3 separate regions of the Zea mays genome follow, and all the other regions are linked to region 2. The links are chromatin contacts, called in public Hi-C and HiChIP or PLAC-seq maps. All regions are on one chromosome and are shown on one strand. Each heading gives the region's core, a stretch centred on a gene start, on an enhancer-like site or on the middle of the called end of the contact. The rest is flanking DNA. Distances are from core to core; before and after follow the strand shown.

Evidence for each region. A called contact is a pair of places that touch in the nucleus more often than the background predicts. HiChIP or PLAC-seq counts read pairs in DNA pulled down with a chosen protein or histone mark.
Region 1: a Hi-C map of tassel shows a contact between it and region 2, with 2.7 times the contacts expected there. The contact joins the promoter of LOC100191345 here to the promoter of LOC100193245 in region 2. A contact is called at or near these places in 2 of 25 Hi-C or Micro-C datasets (ear and tassel).
Region 3: a contact with region 2 is called in an H3K4me3 HiChIP or PLAC-seq map of leaf, with 9 times the contacts expected there. The contact joins the promoter of LOC100193437 here to the promoter of LOC100193245 in region 2. A contact is called at or near these places in 3 of 25 Hi-C or Micro-C datasets (bundle sheath, ear and tassel) and 1 of 3 datasets of contacts at active chromatin or transcription factors (leaf).

The regions. Positions count from the first base shown.
Region 1 is chr8:85,847,121-85,850,087 of Zm-B73-REFERENCE-NAM-5.0, reverse strand. It overlaps LOC100191345, which reads right to left and starts at 1,622. Exons shown (of 8, transcript NM_001136779.1): 1 at 1,487-1,622; 2 at 822-934. The coding sequence starts at 1,565.
Region 2 is chr8:85,438,004-85,440,795 of Zm-B73-REFERENCE-NAM-5.0, reverse strand. It overlaps LOC100193245 (Heparan-alpha-glucosaminide N-acetyltransferase), which reads right to left and starts at 1,326. Exons shown (of 13, transcript NM_001138395.1): 1 at 1,095-1,326; 2 at 879-1,016; 3 at 160-241; 4 at 1-57. The coding sequence starts at 1,304.
Region 3 is chr8:85,136,244-85,138,997 of Zm-B73-REFERENCE-NAM-5.0, reverse strand. It overlaps LOC100193437 (Importin subunit alpha), which reads left to right and starts at 1,413. Exons shown (of 11, transcript NM_001349834.1): 1 at 1,413-1,776; 2 at 1,906-2,002. The coding sequence starts at 1,561.

The DNA.
Region 1 (2,967 bases), core at 373-2,872, 410 kb before region 2:
CTAGTCTGTCCTAGTCTCGACGTCTACTAGTCAGTAGCTGCACAATTCGGCTCGACTTCTTGACTCAAAAACATTGATGTCAACCAAGAATGCACCTAGAATTGCATTCTTTTGTGGATAGAGGTAGTAGATAAAATGTACCATACCATAGAAGATTATCAACAAGTTACGGTACAAATCTTAAAATGTTAATTTCATAAAATTACTACATTGTTCTCATAATCATCAAAAAGCTACCATTTCTGGTGCCCATTTCACAAAACTATAACACTTAAGGTACCCTTATAAGGCTATCTCCAGCAGCTTACCTAGCCTATCCCCTATATCGTTCCTTATTTCAAACTTTACTCTGTGAACAGTGTATTGCCCCAAAAATGTTTTGAGCACCTGAGCCCACTGGACAGCATCATATATTGCAACAGATTGGGGCCATTCTTTTTTTCTGCACTATGTGATGCTGGCAAGTGGGTCCAGGTTCTCAGGGCACAATGTTGCAAGTTTGTGAGAAGGGAACCCAAAGTTTTGGTAGTTTTATGAAATCGGCACTAGAAGTGGTTATTTTGTGACAACTGGGACAGGAATGTGATATTTTTGTAAAGTATACTAACTTAAAAGGAAAAATCTGGTAATAAGAACAATGAAACTATGCTGACATTCGACGTATACAAACTTAAAGCAAAGTGAGAAGCATTCATATAAAAAATGGAAATGTTCCTTTGTGCTAAACAGTTGATGATGTCAACATCAAACGTATAAATATCATAAAAAAGCATACAACATCAAAGGTAATTTGCATGTAGCAATGTAGGGAGTAAACAAACCCTTTTAAATCCAGGTTCCATGCTACCAGAGAGAACCACTACAACTGGTGACTCGCTCCCTGTGAAAACTATCAACCCCTTCCATATGATTAATGCAGAGGTAACAATCATACCTGCAAAGAGAAAAATTCGAAAGTTAAAACCCTCCTCATGAGACTCATGTTGCAAATTAACAGTCAAATATCAAACCGCAGGAAAGTCCCAGTGTACAAACCTGAATTGCTATTAGCGACAACTGGAGTCTAGAGTAACCCACAAGAAACTTAATCACTTCTTCAGTGCATAAGCATCATTATAAACGCTCCAGATAATAAAAGAGGAGAAGAAGAAAAAAAAACAAAATCCAGTTCTCTAAAGCTGTCACACCCAATTCGACTACTGTTCTCATCTACGCATTTTTATGATTCTTAAGGGGGGTAGCTAAAGAGTTCAGATCATAGAACCAGATGAAGAATCAGGAGCAGTCTCCACCGATCTTACGGCAAAAACCACTGGAAATGGAAAAAAGACTTGTCCCGCTAATTAAAATCGTAGTAGACTCGCATGGCAAAGGCCTCACCACAAACCCAAGAATTATAGGGCTCCAAACGCACTACAAAGATCTCGAGGAGAAAAAAAAAACAAGCAGGGGGGAAAGAAGAGGAGGGTGCGGCAGAGAGCGTCACCGAGGCTGATGATCTGCGTGAGCAATTGGCGGATCTGCATGGAGCGGATTGACTCCATCGTGTCGCCGACGAACCCCATCTCGCTCCCTCTCCCTCGGCTTTCCGGCGGCGAAATCACGAGTCACGAACAGGATGGGAAGTGGAGGAAGAGAAATATTGATGTAACCCCGAAAGCCCAGCTGAAGCACGTTTTTTAATCCGGTACGAGTCCAATCCGACCGTCTTTATACAGTGCGTGACCGTCTTTATACGGTTCGGTTCGGGTAGAGATGACAACGGGTACAAACCCGCCGAATTTTGCTATCCCAAACCTCACTCATTAAAAAACCTATACATGTGACGATTTTGAAATTTTACCCAAACTCAAACCCATTGGGTTTGCGGGTACACACGGGTTACCCGCGGGTTTTTATCTCCAATATGCTTATTCTTTTTATAATCAATAAGTATCGTAATTGTTGGGGACTTGTTCTTAAATGCTATGAATTAAGATTAAGGCAATACAAAATGTTAAAGGTAAAAGCTCTTCGTCCTTTGAAGCACTATTTCCCTTAGCATATAATGATCTTCACACGAAGGTCATGAAAGACATACCTTCTCAGTATATGATAATGAAAGAAGAAGCATGTAAAATATAAGAAACAATATGAATAATCATATAATATTACTAACTCATCTTTTATTATATTGTCATGGATAAATAGAAATAATATAAAATTACATTTGTACCTTCGGCTTAACAGAAGGAGAAAGAACAAGTGTGATGCACGAGCGAGTACAAATCAGCGTCTACAGTACGGGGGTAGTGTTATCTATTTATAGGCACAGGGCGCAGCCTGTGTGAAATTACATTTATACCCTTTACAAAAAGATTACAATCATGACACAAACTATCATGAGTCAATCTGTCTTTTCATCTTTAAGTCGGTGCAACCCTTCGTCTTAGACATGTCGTTATGCCGAAGTTCCCTGTAAGGTAGCTTCGGCGTTATTTCCGTGCTGATCTTCCGAAGGTGTTTCTTCTTACAGGACCTTCGGCTACGAAGCAGACCCCCAACAGTAGCCCTTCGTGGTGCTAGATCGTTTTTCGTAACGAGCTTGATCCGTGAAAAATTGTCCTAGGCTTCGGAATGCCGAAGGTCTGAAAAACACCTTCCCTGAGCTCGTTACCGAGAAACGATTAAAATAATCTGAGCGCGGGGTGGTCCCACCATGCAGCGGGTATGCACGATCTGCCGATTCATCTCGCACGCACCGTGGTCCACCGTTCAGTGAGTGCGAGTGACTGTTGAGCGGGTACGGGCGACTTGACGATTCACCTTCACACCTGCAGCACTATATAAACAGACGGGTATGTGTGAAGTTACCACAGCATTCATTGTCATTGTACTGTTGTGCTGCTGAAAAATTTAACCATAGCCGAAGCTTTCTCATTGCATTCTCAAGGAAAGCATCGTTTTGATCTAGCTTCGTCATAAGAG
Region 2 (2,792 bases), core at 77-2,576:
GAATATGATCCAAATCAACACCATAAGTTAATTTGTGTCGTCCATGAATGTATCCCCCTACAAGTAAAAAAGAACATAACGATAAACTCCAACCTGATAGTAATCCCACAAAATGGGTTGATGAGAGCTACTTGGCAAAGAGCTAGCAATAAGTATAACCTTGCAAAATCACACCCAATATGAAAAGTTTTGAAGCCCGAATTGCAGCCTTCTTAGTTGCAGCTGTCTTGTTTGCCATTTTCTGCAGTCGAACATCTGCAACTGTCAGAGGTTATTTTAATAGTAATAAACGATTAGATTGTGCAGTAAGTACCAACCATCCAAGGAAGATATACAAACAAACTGTCTTCTGAGGGACAGAGCACAAAAGATGTAGAGAGCAATGTTTGTTCTCAGCAACTAAAGTGTAATGTCAAATCTACTCCTACATCATACTTCTTCATCTACAAAGTAGAACTAGCATCCCCCTTATATCTAGTGGCCATGCCTCGCATCTTTTCAATGGTAACCATATTATTGTTTTTGGCATAGGAGCAGCAAATGAAATGGTTTACAGTATTTTAAGTTGATGGCGTAGCCAAAATCAACAGATTTGACCAAGGATGTTTTCAATAATCCATTGCCCTGGAAAGCAGGATATGTCTTCAAGTCTCTAGTCTTATACTCAGAAAAAGTGTTGACTTCATTTGGCAGTCGCAGAGCTCCACAGGCCCTCTGAAATTTCCCCTTCCATTTAAGGGGCAATTGAATAGCTCAACAAATTCAGGATAATAAATCCAAAGATTCAACATTCTATACAGATTGGTTGCTTCATTCATGCTATGCTTATTAACAGAGTTCTGCAGAAGTGAGCAGTTATCAGTAATTCAGCTTACTACCTTGAATACGAGTGCGGCGGAGACGCCGATGATGAAGAGGAAGGCAGGCATGACGAAGTCCGCCACCGTAACCCCGAACCACGGCGCGTGGTTGATGCCCGGCCACGCCCCGCCGGCGTCGTCCACGAGTATCATCATCTACGCACGCAACCAGAGTCCACGCCTGAATTTTGGAGCATCCGAGCAAAAAACTAGCATGATCGAGTTTCCACTCACGGCAACGGTGAAGCCGCGGAACACGTCCAGAGAGGCCACTCTCTCCGGCTTCCGCTGCTCCTCGAGCTGCGTCGCCGCAGCATCCAGTGGAGGATGTTGACGGTTAGGGGGCTCTGTGTAGAGGTGGATCTCTTCGTTCTGGGCGAGCAGGGGGCGGCGGCAGTCGGAGTCATCATGGTCGTCGGCGATGGCGACGACGGTGGCGTCCATTTTTGGATGTTCTCGCACCGTGCGGGATAGTGTTAAACAATACGGGCAATTGTGGAGTTATTTGAATTTGTAACACTATCGTCGCGCGGCTTCGCCACTTTGTAACTCCGCAGCCGTGCTTCGCCAGTTTGGTATTATGGACGGAACACTCACGCCATTTAGGTACTGTTAATGTCCCGTCATCTGTAATCGTCCGTTTTGTTGCGCTTGTGTACAGCCGTGGACTAAAGTACCCCTACGGCGCAGAGTCTCCTTGCTGACTGCACACTCATCCGCTCTTCAGACTCGCCCGCGCCGCCGGAGACGAGTGCCGGAGACTCTGCGCCGCCGTCTGCAATGTCCGCCCTCTGCAACCCGCGTGAGCAAGGAGCTCGTGCCCGCGCCGTTTGAGCAAGGTGCTGGTGCCCGCGCCCCCGTCTGAAGAAAGAGAATCGCCCGAGCCGCCCTCTGCATCCCGCGCAACCGTCTGCGTACTGGTTCCGTTGCCCCGGCTGCATGGAGGTAGAAAACTCCGCCTACTCCCCGGATTCAACTCAAGTTTTACCGGTTATGAGCTCGGAGGCGCCCCTTCCTTGCCTTCCCACTGGTTCTCCGGTGGAAAGAGTGGATGCACCGGTCAGGACCTCGGATTTGTCGGATCCCCTAAATTTTCTTTTTAGGGAGCAACATACAATGGAGGTTTGATTCAATTTACAGTATACAACAGTTAATTGTGTTTAGTACCTGCGCCTAGTACTTCATAGGTGTATTATCCTTTGGTTTCAGGTATTAGAAATTGATTGGGGGGCAATACAGATTGATGATAGATGGGAAGAAGAAGGAGAACAACAGACTGCCTCAGAGTCAGTGCTTTATGATCGGTTAGGATTGCTAGCAGAAGATGAACGTGAAACTACTGAAAGGCAAGATGCTTTTACTAGTAGATCGTTTGGTGTCCGCGGAAGCGATGAAATAGATGATGAAACTGCTGCTTTGCCCTGCAATGATTGCATACCACAAGAAAGGGTATTTGTTTGCAACAGATCAAATCCAATAATGAAGATTGGTAGTTTGTACAAGGATATGAAAGAATTCAGGCTGGCTATGAGGCAGTATGCGATCAGTAATGAGTTCGAGTTAGGAATTGAGTCAAGCTCACCTTTCAGATATAGAGCTTACTGCAAAGGAGGTGATTGTCCATGGAGAATCAATGCAAGGCTACAGAATGCCGGGTCTCCCACAGTAGTGGTGAGTAATGTTTTATCACATATTTATTGTACTCTCGATAGTGGATGAAATTAGGAAGCTCAGAATGTTTCCTTTCTGTGTGAGGTTACAGTAATCATGGATCAGCACACATGCACATCAAGTGGTCGTCGAAAAACAACAACACCCACGAGCTCATGGGTTGCATCCCTAGCACTTCCAATCCTAACGAAGAAACCACATATGGGAGCAAAAGAATTGCAAACTGCCTTGCAAGAGCAACACAATTGCACAATTTCTTAT
Region 3 (2,754 bases), core at 164-2,663, 300 kb after region 2:
TGGATGTTTGTATGTAAGATTGCATTGTTCTTTTGTATGAGGCTGCATATGGCGAGGCGATGTCTAGTCAGCACATACCAGGCTATGATTGGAGCCAAGGTTAGGGTGCAGAGTGGCATGGCAATAGAGGGAACAACATCGTTCTGAAGTCGATGGCGAGTGGTTGCGTCCCAATTGGCCTGGACAGTGGTGGCCGCATCTGATGCATGATGACGTGCGTCATCATCATCTTCCTGCACACGGCAGTGGAGGATAGCAGCGTGCAACTCGACGACGTTGACATCGGCCGCAGGAGCAGCGCTACTGTCAGCCATGGGTGGAGCTAGGAGCGAAAGGTGTAGGATCAGTGTTGGGGCCTCTATTGCCGAATGTCCTTAAGTGCTACATTACATATTTATATGCTAAAACATTGTTTTAGGTGCTACCCAAGGAATGATGAAGCTAACCTTTGTCCAAGTTGAGAGCTAAATTGGAGGCAAAGCATTGAAGCTTTACTTTCGAAGGGATAACATACGAACGAAGCCGAATAGAGAGACTTCGTCTTGGTGTCATCAATATACGAAGCAAGCGAAGAAGAAAAGGTTCCAAAAGCCCGACCAACGCAACAGATGCAAGAAAAGACATCTATGCCCCCACGAATGTCATAGATCATGTAAATAGGGCTTATGGGTATACTTGTAATTTCATACAAAGTTATACCTTACTACTATAAATATAGGAGCAGTACCATGCATTAGGGACACAATAGAACGAGGTATTCTGAAACCGCTCTATATTCAAAGGTGTTTTTACTGCCTTCAAACTCCTTTTTGTAAGGCTGAAGTTATAATTGTAATCATCTATGTTTATAAAAAGATGAAGAAGAGTAATATATCTGTAACGAATTATTTATTACATCTCTACGCTTGTATTTCTTCATCTTTTGTTTGTCTTTATAACCTTCGTCCTTTAATTAATCTCTTTAAAAAATTAATTAAATGGTGAAGAAATGGTTGATTCATTTGTGTTGTCTTGTTTTTTATTTCTTCAAAGTGTCAAAAACAAGTGAACAAAAAAAATCGATAGGTTGATACAAGGAAAGACAAAGGGATTTTGGGTGGTATTGTCCTTGATTGATTCCTGGTGTTGATTACAGAACATATAGCTAAAACCTCTATCCAAATATGGTAACAAATTGGGAGAGCACTTAAGATTACAGGAACAATCAAAAGATTATACCAATCATATTAAGATTGGAGGACTAAGAAAAGGAGAATCTAAATCCTAAGAGCTAGTTTGAGTTTTTTGACAGCTCTCTACGGACGTTCGCACACGCAGCAACCCTCGTTGCCATTTTTTCTCCGCGTCCTCTGTGCCCCAGGTAGCGATGCTGCCTTTATAAACCTCCACCTCCAACTCACTCGTATCTCCCTTCCGTTCCCCAATTCGAAATCGAATCGGGTCCGACGGGTCGGTCTTGCCGTGCGTGCGTGGCTGCGCGAGCGACTCGACTGCACCCCCGCTCCTCCCAGTCCCCACACACTGCGCGCCGCCGCCGGGTCCTCCTAGGGTTTCGCCGCGATGTCGCTCCGGCCGAGCGAGCGGGAGCAGATGCGGAAGGGCAACTACAAGCAGACGGTAGACGCGGAGGAGAGCCGCCGCCGCCGCGAGGGCCAGATGGTGGACATCCGCAAGGCCAAGCGCGAGGAAAGCCTCCAGAAGAAGCGCCGCGATGGGTTTCCCGCCTCCGCCGCCGGTGTGCCGCCGATGGGCCACTCCACCGCGCTCCAGCAGAAGGTGCGGTGCCCCCCTCCCTCGCTCTTCCTGGCCCCGATCTGATCCGCTCTCTGCGTTAGGGTATGGGTGACGGGGTGGCACTCGATCTGCCGGGTTCGGATCTGATTTTCTTGTTGTCGGTTTATGCAGCTCGATGGCTTGCCGGCGATGGTGCAGGCCGTCCACTCCAACGACCCCTCCGTGCAGCTTGAGGCCACCACACAGTTCAGGAAGCTGCTTTCTATAGGTGAGATTGGGATCTTATGTGCAGTTAGCATTCCGGATGGATAGAGTTTAGGGGTTGAGATTTGGGCCATGCTCGAGGTATTAGGCCATACCCAAACGTGAGGGTATGGTCAGTTGTAGCTGTTTCAGGTAATTGTCGTATACAGGACTTGACTTGTGGATTGCGAGCTATCAAAATTAGTCGTTGCACCCTCTCATTTTCTGATGGTCAGTTGTAGCTGTTTCAGGTAATTGTCGTATACAGGACTTGACTTGTGGATTGCGAGCTATCAAAATTAGTCGTTGCACCCTCTCATTTTCTGATTACTTAATTTACTGTCTCCTCAGAAAAAAACAAACCCTATCCTATGGCCTCTGCAACGTGCGTATGACCATGTATGCCCAAAAGTTCGGATAAAAGTTATACTCCTGAAAGCATTTGATTTCATGAACCACTATTCCATTTTTTCCAGTAGTGTTCTGCTTGCAGCTGGGGCAATTATCATTGCATCCATGTGTGTGTTTGCGCATGCGTGTGTGTGTTATACATTGTTTTATTGTCTTAAAAAGGTCATGCAGACTATGTGTGTGTTTGCGCATGAGTGTGTGTGTTATACATTGTTTTATTGTCTTAAAAAGGTCATGGAGAGTCTGCGTACCTCTTTTCATATTCTTGTACATCGTAGATAGAAGCTTTGATATCTTGTGGGATTTTTGTATTTGTTGGTGAATCCAGATGAGTGCATGGTACTTCTTTCTTAATTCCCACAACTT